Linked DNA regions of Mus musculus: region 2 is linked to region 1. A link is a contact called in public ChIA-PET data. All regions are on one chromosome and are shown on one strand. Each heading gives the region's core, a stretch centred on a gene start, on an enhancer-like site or on the middle of the called end of the contact. The rest is flanking DNA. Distances are from core to core; before and after follow the strand shown. Region 1 overlaps Cep164 (centrosomal protein 164). Region 2 overlaps Sik3 (SIK family kinase 3).

The links. ChIA-PET counts read pairs in DNA pulled down with a chosen protein or histone mark.
Region 2: a contact with region 1 is called in an RNA polymerase II ChIA-PET map of memory CD8 T cells, with 15 read pairs. The contact joins two enhancer-like sites. A contact is called at or near these places in 2 of 115 datasets of contacts at active chromatin or transcription factors (effector CD8 T cells and memory CD8 T cells).

Annotation. Positions count from the first base shown.
Region 1 is chr9:45,804,725-45,809,219 of GRCm38.p6, forward strand. The region is part of intron 4 of Cep164 (centrosomal protein 164); the gene reads right to left. Among named protein-coding and RNA genes, the nearest start is that of Cep164, 22 kb to the right of the region's middle. Within about 2 kb of position 2,782, at least 24 of the 459 cell types and tissues checked have an H3K27ac peak or open chromatin away from gene starts, as enhancers often do. A contact at or near this core is called in memory CD8 T cells, where this site is marked.
Region 2 is chr9:46,173,774-46,178,229 of GRCm38.p6, forward strand. It overlaps Sik3 (SIK family kinase 3), which reads left to right. Exons shown (of 25, transcript NM_027498.3): 5 at 4,099-4,223. Among named protein-coding and RNA genes, the nearest start is that of Apoa1, 53 kb to the right of the region's middle. Within about 2 kb of position 1,803, at least 183 of the 459 cell types and tissues checked have an H3K27ac peak or open chromatin away from gene starts, as enhancers often do. A contact at or near this core is called in memory CD8 T cells, where this site is marked.

The DNA of each region.
Region 1 (4,495 bases), core at 1,532-4,031:
TCACAGGCTTAGTTGGGCAGAGAGGGGACTGAGCTCAGTCACATCTGTCTCAGAGGAAGTGTTCTGTGTGCTCTTATGCCTATGGTAGGAAAAAGCGCTGCAAGTTTCTCCAAGTGGATTGTGAGCAAACTGAGCCTGCCCGGCCTGCTCAGCCCTTCCGCCAGTCCAAGCATATCAGCAAAATCCTTCCCACACTGTATTTATAGAAAATTACAGACTCCCAACATGGCTAATTTGCTAACATGCTGGGGGCTTGAGGGAGGGAGCCAGGCATGCTGGGGGCTTTGTTCTCTTGGGCCTTTACTGAATCGGTGGTTAGCGGGGAAATTATAGATCCCTGGCTCCTAGCTGATCATCTTCTATAGATGGCCATTAACTTTGAGCGTGGGGCTGTGCGTGCCAGTGTCCTTCAGAGCAGATAAACTTGATGCCATTGGGCTAATTAAAACTTTCAGGATAATCCGTGGCTTAGCCGGTATTTATAGTACTATACTAGTTATTAGAACTAAGGGAGAGCCAGTGCGTGTCAGCAATTAGGGACCAGAGGGAACAACTGGGTAAAGCCGCAGCTGGGCCACTGCAAAACAGCTAGGGAGTTCAGAGTGAGCCCAGCGGTCTCTGTCCAACTTGATTTCTGAATGAAGATCGGGGTGAATCTTTTCAGTGAAGGAATGACAAAGTAAGTCCCGCCATTTGGAAAATATCAGTGAGAAAGTGAAGTCAACACCTAAGACTGGGTCATGTGGTTTTCTGGGGACCCTGGGAGGCAAGGGGTAGATGCAGCTGCCTGGGTGGTGGCAGCAGACTGTGGGCTCAGTGCTTCCTGAGAACTGAGTGACCCCAAGAAGGGAGCGTGCAGAGCTGAAGGACTGTTCTCTAGAATCAGCTGCTGGGAAAAACTTCCCAACTCCCAGAAGGTGCCTGCATTCTGTACAAGGGCAAGGAGCAGTACCACCGTGCCCACCCACTGGCGCAATCCCTTCCAAGCACGTGAACCGCCGTGAACACGGTCACATCCAGGAAAGAGAATCAACCAATACCCTCAGCTCTCGCCTGCAGACAACGGAACAGAACAAGCTTGCAATCCAGGTTATCTGGTCTGGTGGCTGTTTGGGTAGTTAAGGGTTCCTCAGTTACTGAAGAGGGTACCATCAGGAAAGCGGGCCTGAGGGCTTCGGAACAACATCAGCTCCACCTGCCCCCTCCCCGCTGAACTGGGGGAGATAGGCAGACCTTAGGCCGTGCTACCTCAGAGGCCTACCTGGCTGAGAAGCTGCATCTTGCTCGGCTCTGCACCGAGCCCGGTGTCGGGACTGGGCTGGACCGGCCCCTGCCTGAGGCCGCTGGGCTGGCACTGTGCTTGCTGAGTGGCCTCCTGCCCGGCAGGGGCGGAGACCGCTCCCAGAGGATGTTCCAGCAGCTCTGGACCCCAGGCCAGTAACCCCGAGTCCCTCTCCGGAGCTCTGGTGGCCTTGTGGTCACCCTTATTAGACATCCTGGAAGGCTCGTTGGCCATGCTGCAGACCATGCCGGCGACATCTTTGCACGGCATTTCCTGCATGTTCTCGGGCAGCCCCAGGCCCTCCAGCTGCCTGGAGATCTTGACCATCTGTAGGATGTGCTGGTAGAATCTCTGGTCCTCGGAGTAGTCTTCACTCTCAGACTGCTCCTCCACAGAGCTGATGTGGGACAACTGGGGCACCAGGAAAGGGCAGAAGCGCACATCTCTAGGCCCCGGGCCTAACGGGCCCATCACAGGAACAGACCCCTGGGGGTTCTGCAGGTCCCAGGGAAAGTTGTTTATCTCACCAAGGACCTGTGAGCCTAGAGGTGAGGCCAGACTGCTGCCCCCTCCGCTACTGTTATCCGAGTCAGTCCCGGGTGTGCTAGGCTTCCCATCTTCATTGAGAGGCTCCAGAGACCCAGGTGGATGCTGCCTGTCTTCATTGGCAGGGTCGCCTAAAGGGGGCTTTGGAACTGGTTCCGATGCCAGGGTCTCCGGTGGCATCGGCGAGGGTCCCTGTGGTGAATCTTCGGCTGAGGCCTCTGCATCCTTGGGAGCAGCAGGCTCTGTTTCCTTACATCTCTCTGGGGTGTCCTTGTTGATAAGCTTGGAGACCTGTCCCATCCATAGGCCTGGAGACTCTCTCCTCCACCTCTCCCTGCCCACGTCCCCACCTTCCCCAGGAACTCCCTGCCAGCTCAAGTCTTCTGCTGGGCCGCTCTCTAGTAAAAACAGCTTGTTCCTCCTGGCAGGCAGCGCATGGTCGGATGAACCAAGGGACAGGGAGGGCTCCTCCTCAGAGGGTGGCAAAGGAGCGGTGTTCTGACCTTTGTCCCCGCCGGGGCCAGTGCAGTTCATGGTGGCTATGCTGTGGTTAGGCTGCTCCCCTTTGAGCTGCAGACCTTTGGGAGCCTCAGAAAGCTTAGAGTGAACAGGGGGCTGGCTCCTGCTTTCTGACACATCCTGCCCGCTGTGGAGTGGATCCGGGCTCTGAGCACCCCCGGCGCCAAGTCTCTGCTGTCTGGCCCTCAATTCCATCTTTTCTATTTCAGGGTCTGAAAACCCCAGGTAGATTTTCTCTGTGGCCTTCGGGGCTGACTCCAGACCCTGCAGGTCTCCTAACTCGGTCTTGCATTGGATCGAAGGCCTGCCTAAGATTTTCTCCACATCAGCAAAGACCTGGTGGGTTCGAGAAGCTTGGCCTTTGGAGAGCGGCTGCAGCTTAGCAGGAAGGGCACCCGTGAGAGGCCACGGTGTGTCGCCCAGCGTGCACAGGCTCCTCCCTTTCTTAAAGGCCTCATTTCTAGCCTGCACCTGTTGGTCTGGGTCCAGATCAGCAAGCCCAGGTGCCGAGAGAGGGGACAGGCCACGGAGAAAGGAGGAAGAAGGCAGAAGTCCCTGCTCAGGCTGTGGTTCCTACATGGGTATATAAACATGCAGAGAAAACTAAGCCTGATCCTTCTGATGTTTTCTTGCTGCCCCGAGACCCCACAGCAGGAAACCACCCTCCTTAAGGTAAAACAGAAATCGGGAAGGGAGAGGAAAGGCCAAAACTCCCTTAGGCTAAATGGAAGGCTACAGTATGACAGGGAAAAGAACCAACCACGGCCCCAGGGATCCCAGAGTAGACCCATTTGTTTCTGGGTGGCCGCCACAGAGCAGCCACCTGAAGATGTCACCCGACAAAGCCTAGAAACCACAGGCCTGTGATTGATCCCCAAGCTTCCTCTAGCCTTCAGGTTCGTGATTGGCTGCTTTTATAAACGCCGTATCAAGGACTCCAGAAATGTCCTCTGAAGAAGAGAAGAGAGGAAGCTGGGGAAACTCAGTCAAGTGCCTTCTACCACGGGCACAAGTTGACACTGCTTAAAGACGTCCAGTCACAGAACCTTGGGGCTACAAGAAAGCCTTCAGGCAATCAACAACACCCTCGGCAAATACACTGACTAGCCAGCTGGGAGCACACATTTCCAGAGGGCCTGACCACTGGGCAAACACAAGCTTGAGGTACCTGACCTGGGCCCTAAAAATCCCACTGAGGACCTGGCCCAGCTGCCCTCTTTCCTGGCACTACAACAAGGAGCTCCTGGGACTCACATCTGTCATCCAAGCTCACCTTGAGTCAGCTTGGAGCCTGCCAGATGCCAAAATATCATTTAGGATTATCCTGGATTAAAGAAAAACCTACCACTGCCTTCTCCTTTTCGAATACACGAGAGTATTGGAAACTCCAAGATTCTATTTGGGAAGTTTCCTGTCTTCGCCTTTCTGTGGGATCGGGTGTCTCACCCCGTTTCTCAGACAGTGGGTACACAGAGCTGGGGGCAGCAAAGGGATGCAGAGCAGCGATGGAGCACAAACGTGATGGAGTGAAAGACTTAACAACTGCTCAAGGCCAGAAGTGATGCCTTAGGGAAGAAGAAAGTGGGGCTGAGAATGGGGCTCACCGCTAGAACACCTGCCTAGCGCGTGTGTGGTCCTATGGATCCTCAACATGGGAATGGACACACACACACACACACACACATACACACGCTCCAGGTGGGACACAAAATTGACAGAACCAAAAACCAGACCACTGAGTGTTAAGAGAGTCTCCCCAGTGCTCCCCACCCTGAGCGTTAAGAGAGTCTCCCCAGTGCTCCCCACCCTGAGCTGCTTCCTCAGGCTGCCAGCCCTAAGCCTGCATGGAGGGAACAAAGTTTATATCCTCAACCATGGGGCCTCAGTTACAAGGCTCTCCCTCAGCTTCTCCAGAAGTAAGGGTGACAAGTTCCATCTACCACAATCAGACATGCTGAGGGACAGACAAGAAATGGACAGAGCCCTCAGAACTCAGTAAAAAAGCTACTGGAGACCAAGTGAGGATGAAGTCTCTAATTGCTGCTGTCTTCCTCCTCTTCCTCCCCCTCCTCTCTCCGCTCTTTCTCTCCCCCCTCCTCCAAGGACATAGGCCACAGAGACCTCAGATGATGTCAACTAAGCCAATGG
Region 2 (4,456 bases), core at 553-3,052, 370 kb after region 1:
TATTTGTTAGAGGGAGCTGAGTTTTCAAAATGAGTTCCAATGTTCCCGTGTGTTAATAATTTGAGGTTTCTCCTGCATGGATAATTTAAATGTTCAAAACCAACTCATGCTAAAGTTAAATGCACATTGAACTAGCCGTACTCCTAGCTTACCATATACATGGCAGTGATGGAGAGGGATGTGAGGTAAAGAGCCACTGGCAGGGAAGATGGCCACACAGTGCTAAGGAAACCTCGCTTTACAGTGATGCATTGTCAGGAAGGATGCTGGGCCTGCCCCTGCTAGGCTTGGAAACTTAAACTGCGTTTAAATCATCTTTCACAGCACCACCACAAGTGTCCCACTGCAGATTCTTGTTAGTGATGCCAGCGAGCCCTCCGCACTGAGCTGCCTGGGCTGACCTCAAACTTCGAGTCCTCCTGACTTAGCCTCACCTAGCCGGGGTTACAGGCTTGTGCCATCAAGTCTAGGGTCTGTTAGGATTTTTAACAACCTATCCTACTTGCTTATGAAGAGTTTGGACAATTTTGCTCACTGTGTGCAGACTGTGAGGTGTAATTGGACATTGAAAAGATTGGTGGTATATTCTTCTAGTCCTAGCACTCAGAAAGTCAAGGCAAGAGGATTCTGAGTTAGAGACCAGCCTGAACTACAAGATTTCCTTCAGCTTAGGCTGCCTGTGTGGCCATAGGGAGACTCTCCAGCAAGCCATCAATTGGTATGGCTTCCAGCTGATCCATGGGCATGGCTTCCAATGTGTTCTCCTTCAGAAGCAGCATCTGCTGTTTGTTTTTGAGACATGATCTGACTGTGAAGTCCTGGATGGCCTGGAACCCATAATGGAGACCAAGCTGACCTCAAATCCACAGATAACCAATCTTCCTCTGCCTCCAGAATGCTGGGATTAAAGGCATGAGTTACCATGCCGGTCCATAAGCACTATTTCTTACACACTCACTGTGCTCGAAGAAATGCTAAGTATCATGAAAGCCAGGAAAGAATAGTAGCCTTTTTTAAACATGAATGCTACTCTCCCACCCTCCCATCTCTTCGGCCCCTTTCATGTCCCCCCACTCCTTCTCAACTTATCTCCTCTTTGTACCGGTGTGTGTGTGTGTGTGTGTGTGTGTGTGTGAGAGAGAGAGAGAGAGAGAGAGAGAGAGAGAGAGAGAGTTACTTCTGACCACTTGGGATTGGATAACCCTTGGGGCCTCACCTCTGTCGAAGAGAAGACTGACTCTCCCTCTCTTGGTAGCTTTAATTACATGCAGCTCTTCATCTAGAGGTGGGGCCTTGTGAGATTCCCTCCATCCATGCATGATGGCGTGTCAGCTGTGTGTGTTGTCATTGGACAGGTCTCCTTCAGCAACTCTAATAAGTAGTTCTACAGAAACTACGGAGAAAGAATAGACTTCTCTAAGAGAGGTAGAGTGTTTTTAAAGCTGAAAGAATTACACACACAAGATAAAGAGTCACAGGGGAGTACAGAGAAAGGGGGAGGGGGATTGTCTTAGTCAGTACTCTATTTCTGTGAAGACACCATGACCACAGCACCTCTTATGAAGGAAAACATCTTGTTGGCTGGCTTCAGAGGTTTAGTCCATTAGCCTTAGGGCAGGAAGCATGGCAGAGCAGAGGCAGACATGCTGCTGGAGAAAGAGCTGAGAGTTTTACATCTTGATCCACAGGCAGCAGGAAGTTACAGTGACTTTGACTTCTGAGACCTCAAAGTCTCACCCCCTAGTAATGCACTTTCTCCAGCAAAACCACACCCATGCCAACGAGGCCACACCTCCTAATTGCATCACTCCCTATGGGCCTATGCAGGCAGTTTTTACTCAAACCACCACAGTGATCTAAGAGACTTCACAACAGGGTGTTTATTTCTGTTGACAAATGGCACTGTTTTGGCTGTATCAGACCCTGAACTAAACCCCTGGTGATCAGTAAGCTACTAGCTTCAGCAGCTTGGGTGAGAGAGGTTGGAGATAGAGGTTCTGGTAGGTGGCCATTGACGCAGCAGTGTGAGAAGGCACCAGTCAGTGTTCAGGAGCGACTGACACAGTAATTTAACTGGCTCATTTTTGTGAACCTTTCTATCGTATATCAAAGATTCTGTGAAAAGATGAGAACAAATAAACCTCTTTCCTCTCCACTCAGTAGTCAGTAGAAAGCTTGAACACATCATATAGCTAAGAACAATGTAAGGCAGAGTGGAGACTGGGATGTCAGAGAATAAACAAAAGGCTCTGACAACCAAAGGAAGCAACTGATATGGTATTTTCTGCTGGAAATCAGTTAAAGCTTCATACAGGAAGTAATATTTGACTGCACCTTGAAAACGGATGACATTTTAAAGGTGGGAGAGACAGGAACAGGCCTGGCACAGACAGGAAGTATATAAAGAAAGGCATATAAACACAGGATGTGGGCCCTCTAGTACTGAAGATTAGCCAGGGGTACTCAGGAGAGCTGGGTAGGGTGGGGCTGGCTGTGATGGAACTTAATGACAATGCTAAAATAGAGAGCTGCCTCTTTTTTTTTTTTTGAGCAAAGAGATAACAGGATCTGATTTTGTATGGCAGCCATTGAGCTCTGAGTGAATAGCTTAGGAGGTGTAAAAGGTAAGATTCTAAGCAAGAGGGGCTGGAGAGATGGCTTAGCAGTCCAGAACACTTGCTGCTTCATTGTGAGGACCAGAGTTCAAATCCCTGCACCTATGTGAGACAGCTCTCAAAGAGGCTGTAATGCCAAGAAATCCAGTTTCCTCCGCTGGCCTTTATGGGCACTCATACAAACTTGGGCATACACCCACATGTAAAAGTATTTTTTTATCCCCTGATGTAAATGTTGCTTCGGAGGCTATTGCCTCTGTCTGCTAACCTAGTCCTGGAAGCTTCTAGCCTCAGTACGACCTAATCTAGGCCTAGAGTGTTTTCAGCCCCTGAGACTTGCTGCTGAATAAGCTCACCCTTTCTAGTTCTTTCTGAGCTGTAGCGCAAACACTCTCCAAGCTGACTGATTCAATCTGGCTCCCCCGCCCCCTCCCTCCCTCTCCTGAGAGTTAGGCATATCCTGTTCTGTCAAATCATTCTCTGATTCATCACTGTGTCACTTTGCCACTCAATTTGACATCACTTTCCACATGGGCACTTCCTTCCACAAACTAAACTTAACCTTCATTGTTTGAGATTAAAGGTGTATACTAAGGGTGTGTCTGTGTCCATCCAGGTAGATTAAAGGTATGTGATGAGACTGAGCCACACCACAACTAGAAATAGGATTTTCCAGTAAATAACACAATCGCAGAGTTCACAGTGTGATCAGATATCCTGCAACACCCATACCCCCACACACATGATTTTTGTTTTAAGTTGACAGATGGAAACAACATGGGAACAAAGCCAGTGTATTTTCTTTTAAGATTTTATTTCTTTATTTTATATATATGATAAGTACACTGCAGCTGTCTTCCCACACACCTAAAGAGGGCATCAGATCCCATTACGGATGGTTGCGAGCCACCATGTAGTTGCTGGGAATTGAACTCAGGACCTCTGGAAGAGCAGTCAGTGCTCTTAACCTCTGAGCCATTTCTCCAGCCCCCAAAGCCAGTGTCTTTTGTAACAGAGCATGCAAAGATAGTCTTAACCAGCAGGTCCTCCGTGGGAGAATTCTCTGGCTAGTTAGAGAAATGCACAGGGCAGAAGGAGAAGGGCAAAAGAGTTGGAGAAGGGAAAGGGGCTCCAGGGAGGTAGGTATGTCGCCTTAAGATTGCTGCAGGGAATGGAAAAGGCAGGGAGAGTGCCAGGAGTTCAGGGCCAGCCAGGGAGGCTGGGGTGTCCTTGGGGTAGAGTCCATCAATTAAGAAGTTTTCCAGCATGGGTCTCCCCTCCTTCACCTTTCCTCTGTCCCTCCTCTCCCTTTTCCAGGTGCACATGAACAAGGCAGGTGACCCAGTCCCAGCGAGCTCAGATGGTTCACTGCCTACTTCCTAGATTTGCTCTTTCAGCCTGGTGACACAGCTCTGTGTTCCGCTAACCAGAGACCAGTGCCTGCTGGGATGCTGACATGAGTGTTGTTCCCTTGCTTCTCTAGACTTTGGCTTCAGCAACCTCTTCACTCCAGGGCAGCTGCTGAAGACGTGGTGTGGCAGCCCTCCCTATGCCGCCCCAGAGCTCTTCGAAGGGAAGGAATATGATGGGCCCAAAGTGGACATATGGGTGAGTATGTCCCGTCTTATCACCTGTCCCCTCTGCAGATGACAGCTGTCCTGTCATGTGGGAGTGCAGAGCACGTTCACCTGCACTTGCAACCCCAGTCTCCCCCAGCACCCAAGTCACATGAGCCTTGGCTTTCAACTACTCCCTTTGCACCTGCAGAGGACCCCTGTGAGGGCCTGAGCAGAAGATGGCTGTGGCAACAACAGAGATTACCTTTTCTTGAGAGGCTGGGT